Linked DNA regions of Mus musculus: region 2 is linked to region 1. A link is a contact called in public Hi-C data. All regions are on one chromosome and are shown on one strand. The core of a region is the stretch at or near the end of the contact, and the rest is flanking DNA. Distances in the headings are between cores, read along the strand shown.

Region 1 (4,748 bases), core at 1,935-4,434:
TGGATTCCAATATTTAATGAACTACTAGATGCAAGGAAGCAAGTATTAAAGAATCATGGAGTATAAATGGCTTTAAATTGAGCATTCTGGATAGATATGGTACCAAGGGAGTATGAGAGAGAGAGTGAAGAAAAAAGGAAGTGAGAGAAAGAAATAGAAATTAACAAAAGCTATTTCTTACAACAATTTAGCTTCCTCAATAATAGCATACTTGGGTTTGACATGAAGGGGGATGATATTTTCAAGGCCATGGTTTAATAACTTTAGTTTTACTTACATTCTGGATCAGATAACTCTACAAAATATGGGAGTTGGGTGCAAGACATGGGGCTATACTGTGCACTATAATGTTAAGAAGCATCTTCTCTACCAACTGTATTTCAGTAGCACTTTCACAGACACAATAATAAAAAAGTCTTTCAGATATTTCCACCTATCTTCTAGGGGGAAACTATCCTGATGTAACTGTAAACTTCCATCCATGTCACTGTTCTATGATGACACCAATTACTAAAATTACCTGATACATTGCTACTTCCTGTCTTCCTTGTTCATCTCCCACTGCCCTGTTACTTCCAATATATTTCATGTTACTCCTCAGCATCAAGGATTTCCTTAAATATAAGCAAACCTTGACTCAGGGCCATGGGCAAGCTATGCCTATTTCTCTGGTCAACATCCTTTCTGTATTTGTTAGGAGTATTTTTAAAAATTATCAGAGGAAACACTTTTATATCTCCTTTTATCTCCATTTATGTGTCTTAGCTCTTACACCCTAGTCTACTCCAGAAAATATTTTCTCTTCTAATAGTGTTAATACCTTTCAGATATTTATAGAGGACCATGTGGCCTATTCTCTGTGCCTCCTCACCAACTGTGTCTCAAAAAGCATAGTTCCTTTAATCTTTCCATGCCAATCAGACATTCCCACATCATAAATCATGTCTACAGCTTCTCCCTGACTTCCCTCACTGTGCATTCATCATTTGGAGCCTCTGGTGGCCCTGCACAGACTTGGACATCCTAGGAGGCATCTCCTCAAAGTCACGTCATTCCCTGACACAGTGTCTCTCAGAACACTCCTGGAAATAACATTGGCCCTTTTCAGTTACCTTATCATATTGCAAAACCATATCTAATATGAGAAAATCTCATCCTCACACACACTGTTACCCAATCCAATGGAGAACCACATGTTCACATGTCTGAGGCCAAAAATAATATATGATTGTGGATAGTGGTAACGTTTCCAGGAAGCATTCTTGAACTGAGAAGAGCTGACCACTTTCTCTTGAACTGTTCTATCTTCTCAGTATTCCACTTATTATGTAGCAGCCACCACTTCTAATCTTTGTGATGTAAATACTTTCCTATTCATGAACTTTCTTCATGTGGGATTTATGCCCAAGCAACTCTAATTTTAAGGACTGAAATCTAATAGCATAATCTTTGCAGACCAACAGTAAGAGCTTACTATCTTTCCATATTAGACTACAAAGGATGAGGAAAAGTCATTACTACTAATACTGCACTTTAGGAACATATTCATGGTAAAACATGAAAGGAACAGTTTCCAACAGTCAAAATGTCCTGACTGTTTGGTATTCTCCAGTTCATGACTGCAAAGTTAATGAGTGAAGGTATAGTATACCATGGGGCAAAAGAAATGTAAAGTATTGTCTCTAAGTACAAATAATATAAGTTGTGTGATGCACCCAGAAGAATGTTGTGGAGAGTACATATTAAGAGAAAAATACTAATTGTGAAAATACTACAATGTTAAGTGGGAAAGAAAGACAGAAAATAGGTTAAATGTTTACTTATATTTTTGAAAAATCTATAAATAAAATTTTAGGTTAAAGTATACTCCAATCCAAGCAATTCTTAATATTATGGTAGTTGAATTATAGCAAATATTTACATTTTTCTATTTGTTCAATTTGAAATTCAATTATTTTATTGTAATAAAAATGCATGCTTAAATTTATATTTAAAAATATAAATCTATAAGAACCCCTCTAAATTATATTCAAACAAATATTTATTGAATATCTACTTTATGCAAGTACATCAGTATGCACCAGACCACAATGAAGAAATATCAGGATATCCTGTCTCAAGGAATAAAAAAATTCATCTCCAGGGTTAATGCAAAATAAAATCGTTAACTTCTGAATCACTTCCAGAATTTTATAACCCCAAACCATTGGTTAAATAAAAGTCTTAATAAACTACGACATGAGAAATAAGAAAGCTCTCATTTTCAGATATAACTATGAACTTATAAGTCAATAAAATATAGCTTAAATTTAAGAAATTACCTTCACCAACTGACGATTTCACTCCATGGAAAAGAAGATCAATCAATGGCATCATACTCTTAATTCTAAGAAACGAAGAGAGACAGGAAGTTCTATGAAAGGATATTGTAATTGTTTCAGAAAATCTGTCATTGTAACCTGATTTTTGCACATCATTTTATCCCCAAGGATCATAATCACCTCATTTTTCAAATGTAAAGGTGGGACAAGAAAGCTATAGCAATCGGGTGCAACTGTTCAACATGTTATGGCTTTCTAATTCATTCATGTAGTATCCCTTTCTAGTTCAAGCTTCCCATGATCATAACATTATGTGGCTAATAAAGATAAGAGGAATCAAGGCACATGCAAGGAACACATTCAAATCATAGTGGTTAATGGATGAATCAATGTGAGTCATAGGATCACCTTCCCACAGGAGCTTCTTGAACATATTGACCATGGGGTTTGATGTTAAGAGCTATGTTGTAGACAATTGAACCTACCTCATCCTTAAGGCCAAGGCTGCATGATCCAAAAATTCTCTTCAAAAGTTAAACTAAGTCCTCAAAACTGAGAGGCAAGGAATCACACTAAGCCCCCTTGCCTGAAAGTAAAGGCAAGAAAGCAGGTCTGATGGAGAAGCACCACTTCCTAAACTCTGTGATCTATGACCTTCTGGGGTTTGGCCACTACCCGAGAAATCCTTACCAGGAGATTGATCCTCATAACCAGAAAAATGATCTCAACAGAACTGAACTCCTTGCCCTTAAGAGGCATGATCTGATTCTGAGAAAACTTCTCTTTACACACCCTCTGGTCTTTCTCAACTCCTCCTCTGAGCAATGCTGGCGAGGCTGAGGAATGAGAAGCACCAGCTGGAACAAGCAGCAGAACCTTGAGCATTAGAACTAGGTCAGGCCCCAGGGGAGTTCTTTGGGAGACCCTTTCCATTCCTCTGAGACTTGGGCTGAAACGACGCACTGGATGTTTGCAGTGCTGAAGACCTAGAATATGGACTTGTTTCCTTTCTCCTTTGCTAGTTTGACTGCTTCTGCTTGCTTGTTTACAGTTTTGTTGGGAGACCCAGGGCAACAATAAGACATAAATGAAAAGATGTGTTCATGTGGGGCTCAGCATTCCTAGGAATGCTTTCAGTACAGTTTGCCAGAATGATGTTCCAGCTGCAGCCAGAGCCTGACAAGAAGCTCTGCAGAGGGGGAAAAACAAAGGAGCCAGCTCAAAGTGGATCTAAAGTCTGACTTCAGATTTCTCATTTGACACAAATCCAAATAGGCAGAATGATTCAGTAAGAGAGTAAACATTAACAAATTTCACAGCCTGGTACAGGATAATGCCCAAATGATTGAATATTATCTTCCTTCATCCTTAAAGTTAAGTAAGTAAGTATTCTACACTGCTTCCAAGAAAGCAGAGTGGAACTTTGTCTAGTGCACTGGAGTTAGACAATTCTAGAACTGTATTGGGCAGATATCTAAAAAGTGTTCAATATGTATACATGAGTCTACTGACCAAGGCTGTGTTGTTAATATTATTAATCTTTAGCAAGTCAATTATATTCTCTGTTCCTTAATTTTGCTATCCGCAATATGAAGATGGTATTCTCTTTCCTACTTACCTGATGAAATACCTGCTGAACATAAAATAAAATGTATATAGCAGTGTTGTATATTTGTTAGATGAGTTTCTTTTAGAGAGCCTAGGTCAAAGCAATTGAGCAACAGCTGAAATAGATCTACTGGTTTTCCTCAGCTTATAAGGGAGGAGTCAGGGAAGGATAGTCAATGCGAACTTGAACTCCTTGTTTTGCAATTTCACTCAAAAGATGATAAGGAAGACCTAGACTACAACAAGAATTTTGAAACGAACCTAAAATAGAAATATTCCAATTCTCTGTGTCTTAGAGTATTTTTAATTCAGGGCTGAGCACTTCTTTTGTACAGAGGCAGTTGCACATATTATAGAGTCCAACATATTGCATTCACACATGGCTTCTTTGTGAAATTGTATGCTATTCACTACATATTTCAATTATTTTATTTGCAAACATGGGTGGTAATTTCAGTGCCTACTTTAGTGATTGTAATGAATTTTAAAGGGTTAAGATATAAATATACATTTTAAATGTTTCTAGGCTTGAATTAAACGGGTAATAATGTAGCTATTGTTAGTATTCTAGAACATACCCATCAAGTCCATACTCTCTAGGTATGTGGCACAATGATGATGACTGATTTTTAGTTTCTGCTCTTTGGAACTCATGGAAGCTACTTGAACAAGTATTTTCTACAGGGTTATGGTCTACCAATTTTCCACTGGCCTTCTTAGCTACTCTCTTTTGCTGTAAAAAAGCAAACAACTATATAGGAGAACAACTCTTTTCTGATCTTCTTCCCTTTTCTTAAATTTATATACAAGTTAATTTTC
Region 2 (4,206 bases), core at 173-2,672, 220 kb after region 1:
ACAGCTAGTGTAGAAAAAAAAAAAAAAAAACCTGGAAAGTTTATGTTCTGCTAATATGGGAAATACAACAATGTCCTTGCTTCCCTTCTTTATCTGTGAAGCAGAGTTGATCATGCATACTTCTTTTCCCCCTTGAGGTTTCAGTTAACTCCTTCAATAAAGGTAAACTCTCAGTACAATGGATAAAGCACCCCCCCCCAACTGTAGAAGCCTGTAAATGTGGAAATAGCTAGTGTGATTGCATACTCCACCAACGCCAGTATTTGAAAAGCTGAATCAGAAGGATCATTGGGGTACAAAAGAAATCCCTGTCTCGAAAGAAAGATAAAACAATGCCCCCCAAAACAAATAAGAACACCGTGAGTCTCACAAAACAAATGCACTCATGTGCCTGCTGGGACAGATCCAGAGGTTAAAGCCATTTACAAGTGATGGGGTCTACAACCTTTCTCTAAGGACATTTTCTGTATAGGTCTAGTCTCCATCTTTCTATTGCATACTTGTCCCTACAGTTGGGAGTATCCTACATCATCTTCATTCACTCTTACTTGTCCATCAAAAGAAAGATCATCCCTCTGTGATTCCTCTACCAAAGGTAAGGGTTTTCAAGTGCAAACAATTTAGACATCTAAAGGATTCTATACAAACAACGCTTTGGACAAAATCAAAGGTTCGTGTATGCATGACAAGTGTTTTTGACATTTGTGTTTGCCCACTTTTCTGGATGATTTTTGCCTGTGCATGTCTGAAGAAATAAAACGTATAAATTACAGGTAATTCCCAACAGAAAGAAGGGCTGGGAATAAGGTAGAAATGACCACCATGGGCTTCTTGGGCCCAGAATTCCCAGATCAAATGGCTTGGTGTCAGGAATTCCCAGCTATCCTACAGGAGGATCTCAAAGGTTTCAGCAAGAGTTGCTTTGACTGCAGCTTGTTCTTTAATGTCAGGAGACTCTCCCTTCTGCTTGTCCTGGTGGGCCCTGGGGGGAGCGGGGAGGGAATACCTAAGAGCAATTGGTAGCTGGTACTTCTAATGCCTCTTCCTCCTCCAACCTCCAAGAGTCTGTTTTGGGATTGGGTTCAGGAATGAAATTCTGCCTGTGCTAACCTCCTGGGGAGCCGGTAGACTTGTCTGTTAAAAATCGCTTCTGCTTTGGAGCCTAAAGCCCGGTTCCGAAAAACAAGTGGTATTTAGGGAAGAGGGGTCTTCAAAGGCTACAGTGAGTCATTCCAGCCTTCAACCATACTACGCCAGCACTACGTTCTCTAAAGCCACTCTGCGCTAGCTTGCGGTGAGGGGAGGGGAGAAAAGGAAAGGGGAGGGGAGGGGAGGGGAGAGAGAAAGGAGGTGGGAAGGCAGAGAGGCCGGCCTGCGGGGGCGGGACCGACTCACAAACTGTTGCATTTGCTTTCCACCTCCCAGCGCCCCCTCGGAGATCCCTAGGAGCCAGCCTGCTGGGAGAACCAGAGGGTCCGGAGCAAACCTGGAGGCTGAGAGGGCATCAGAGGGGAAAAGACTGAGCTAGCCACTCCAGTGCCATACAGAAGCTTAAGGGACGCACCACGCCAGCCCCAGCCCAGCGACAGCCAACGCCTGTTGCAGAGCGGCGGCTTCGAAGCCGCCGCCCAGGAGCTGCCCTTTCCTCTTCGGTGAAGTTTCTAAAAGCTGCGGGAGACTCAGAGGAAGCAAGGAAAGTGTCCGGTAGGACTACGGCTGCCTTTGTCCTCTTCCCCTCTACCCTTACCCCCTCCTGGGTCCCCTCTCCAGGAGCTGACTAGGCAGGCTTTCTGGCCAACCCTCTCCCCTACACCCCCAGCTCTGCCAGCCAGTTTGCACAGAGGTAAACTCCCTTTGGCTGAGAGTAGGGGAGCTTGTTGCACATTGCAAGGAAGGCTTTTGGGAGCCCAGAGACTGAGGAGCAACAGCACGCCCAGGAGAGTCCCTGGTTCCAGGTTCTCGCCCCTGCACCTCCTCCTGCCCGCCCCTCACCCTGTGTGTGGTGTTAGAAATGAAAAGATGAAAAGGCAGCTAGGGTTTCAGTAGTCGAAAGCAAAACAAAAGCTAAAAGAAAACAAAAAGAAAATAGCCCAGTTCTTATTTGCACCTGCTTCAGTGGACTTTGAATTTGGAAGGCAGAGGATTTCCCCTTTTCCCTCCCGTCAAGGTTTGAGCATCTTTTAATCTGTTCTTCAAGTATTTAGAGACAAACTGTGTAAGTAGCAGGGCAGATCCTGTCTTGCGCGTGCCTTCCTTTACTGGAGACTTTGAGGTTATCTGGGCACTCCCCCCACCCACCCCCCCTCCTGCAAGTTTTCTTCCCCGGAGCTTCCCGCAGGTGGGCAGCTAGCTGCAGATACTACATCATCAGTCAGGAGAACTCTTCAGAGCAAGAGACGAGGAGGCAGGATAAGGGAATTCGGTGGAAGCTACAGACAAGCTCAAGGATGGAGGTGCAGTTAGGGCTGGGAAGGGTCTACCCACGGCCCCCATCCAAGACCTATCGAGGAGCGTTCCAGAATCTGTTCCAGAGCGTGCGCGAAGCGATCCAGAACCCGGGCCCCAGGCACCCTGAGGCCGCTAACATAGCACCTCCCGGCGCCTGTTTACAGCAGAGGCAGGAGACTAGCCCCCGGCGGCGGCGGCGGCAGCAGCACACTGAGGATGGTTCTCCTCAAGCCCACATCAGAGGCCCCACAGGCTACCTGGCCCTGGAGGAGGAACAGCAGCCTTCACAGCAGCAGGCAGCCTCCGAGGGCCACCCTGAGAGCAGCTGCCTCCCCGAGCCTGGGGCGGCCACCGCTCCTGGCAAGGGGCTGCCGCAGCAGCCACCAGCTCCTCCAGATCAGGATGACTCAGCTGCCCCATCCACGTTGTCCCTGCTGGGCCCCACTTTCCCAGGCTTAAGCAGCTGCTCCGCCGACATTAAAGACATTTTGAACGAGGCCGGCACCATGCAACTTCTTCAGCAGCAGCAACAACAGCAGCAGCACCAACAGCAGCACCAACAGCACCAACAGCAGCAGGAGGTAATCTCCGAAGGCAGCAGCGCAAGAGCCAGGGAGGCCACGGGGGCTCCCTCTTCCTCCAAGGATAGTTACCTAGGGGGCAATTCAACCATATCTGACAGTGCCAAGGAGTTGTGTAAAGCAGTGTCTGTGTCCATGGGATTGGGTGTGGAAGCATTGGAACATCTGAGTCCAGGGGAACAGCTTCGGGGAGACTGCATGTACGCGTCGCTCCTGGGAGGTCCACCCGCGGTGCGTCCCACTCCTTGTGCGCCGCTGCCCGAATGCAAAGGTCTTCCCCTGGACGAAGGCCCAGGCAAAAGCACTGAAGAGACTGCTGAGTATTCCTCTTTCAAGGGAGGTTACGCCAAAGGATTGGAAGGTGAGAGCTTGGGGTGCTCTGGCAGCAGTGAAGCAGGTAGCTCTGGGACACTTGAGATCCCGTCCTCTCTGTCTCTGTATAAATCTGGAGCACTAGACGAGGCAGCAGCATACCAGAATCGCGACTACTACAACTTTCCGCTGGCTCTGTCCGGGCCGCCGCACCCCCCGCCCCCTACCCATCCACACGCCCGTATCAAGCTGGAGAACCCATTGGACTACGGCAGCGCCTGGGCTGCGGCGGCAGCGCAATGCCGCTATGGGGACTTGGGTAGTCTACATGGAGGGAGTGTAGCCGGGCCCAGCACTGGATCGCCCCCAGCCACCACCTCTTCTTCCTGGCATACTCTCTTCACAGCTGAAGAAGGCCAATTATATGGGCCAGGAGGCGGGGGCGGCAGCAGCAGCCCAAGCGATGCCGGGCCTGTAGCCCCCTATGGCTACACTCGGCCCCCTCAGGGGCTGACAAGCCAGGAGAGTGACTACTCTGCCTCCGAAGTGTGGTATCCTGGTGGAGTTGTGAACAGAGTACCCTATCCCAGTCCCAATTGTGTCAAAAGTGAAATGGGACCTTGGATGGAGAACTACTCCGGACCTTATGGGGACATGCGGTAAGTTTATACTAAAAATGCCTCCTTTTGACCAAGGGCACAGAGTAAGCAGTTTGCATTTTGTGGGATCTAGGGACTCCCGCCCAATAGAACAATCGGAAGGATCCTAAGTCAGCTCAGACTAGTTCTATAGGAAGGTCTGTCCTACATCTGGAGCCCTCGTGGGGACTGTCATCTTGTGAAATGTTCCGCCTAAGCCCAGGGAA

What was found. A called contact is a pair of places that touch in the nucleus more often than the background predicts.
Region 2: a Hi-C map of uterus shows a contact between it and region 1, with 6 times the contacts expected there. The contact joins the promoter of Ar here to the enhancer-like site in region 1. A contact is called at or near these places in 1 of 39 promoter capture datasets (liver), 7 of 484 Hi-C or Micro-C datasets (pancreatic cancer cells and uterus) and 2 of 115 datasets of contacts at active chromatin or transcription factors (heart atrium and kidney).

The regions. Positions count from the first base shown.
Region 1 is chrX:97,920,972-97,925,719 of GRCm38.p6, forward strand. No RefSeq gene overlaps it. Among named protein-coding and RNA genes, the nearest start is that of Ar, 230 kb to the right of the region's middle. Within about 2 kb of position 3,185, at least 13 of the 459 cell types and tissues checked have an H3K27ac peak or open chromatin away from gene starts, as enhancers often do. A contact at or near this core is called in kidney and uterus, where this site is marked.
Region 2 is chrX:98,147,335-98,151,540 of GRCm38.p6, forward strand. It overlaps Ar (androgen receptor), which reads left to right and starts at 1,423. Exons shown (of 8, transcript NM_013476.4): 1 at 1,423-4,000. The coding sequence starts at 2,448.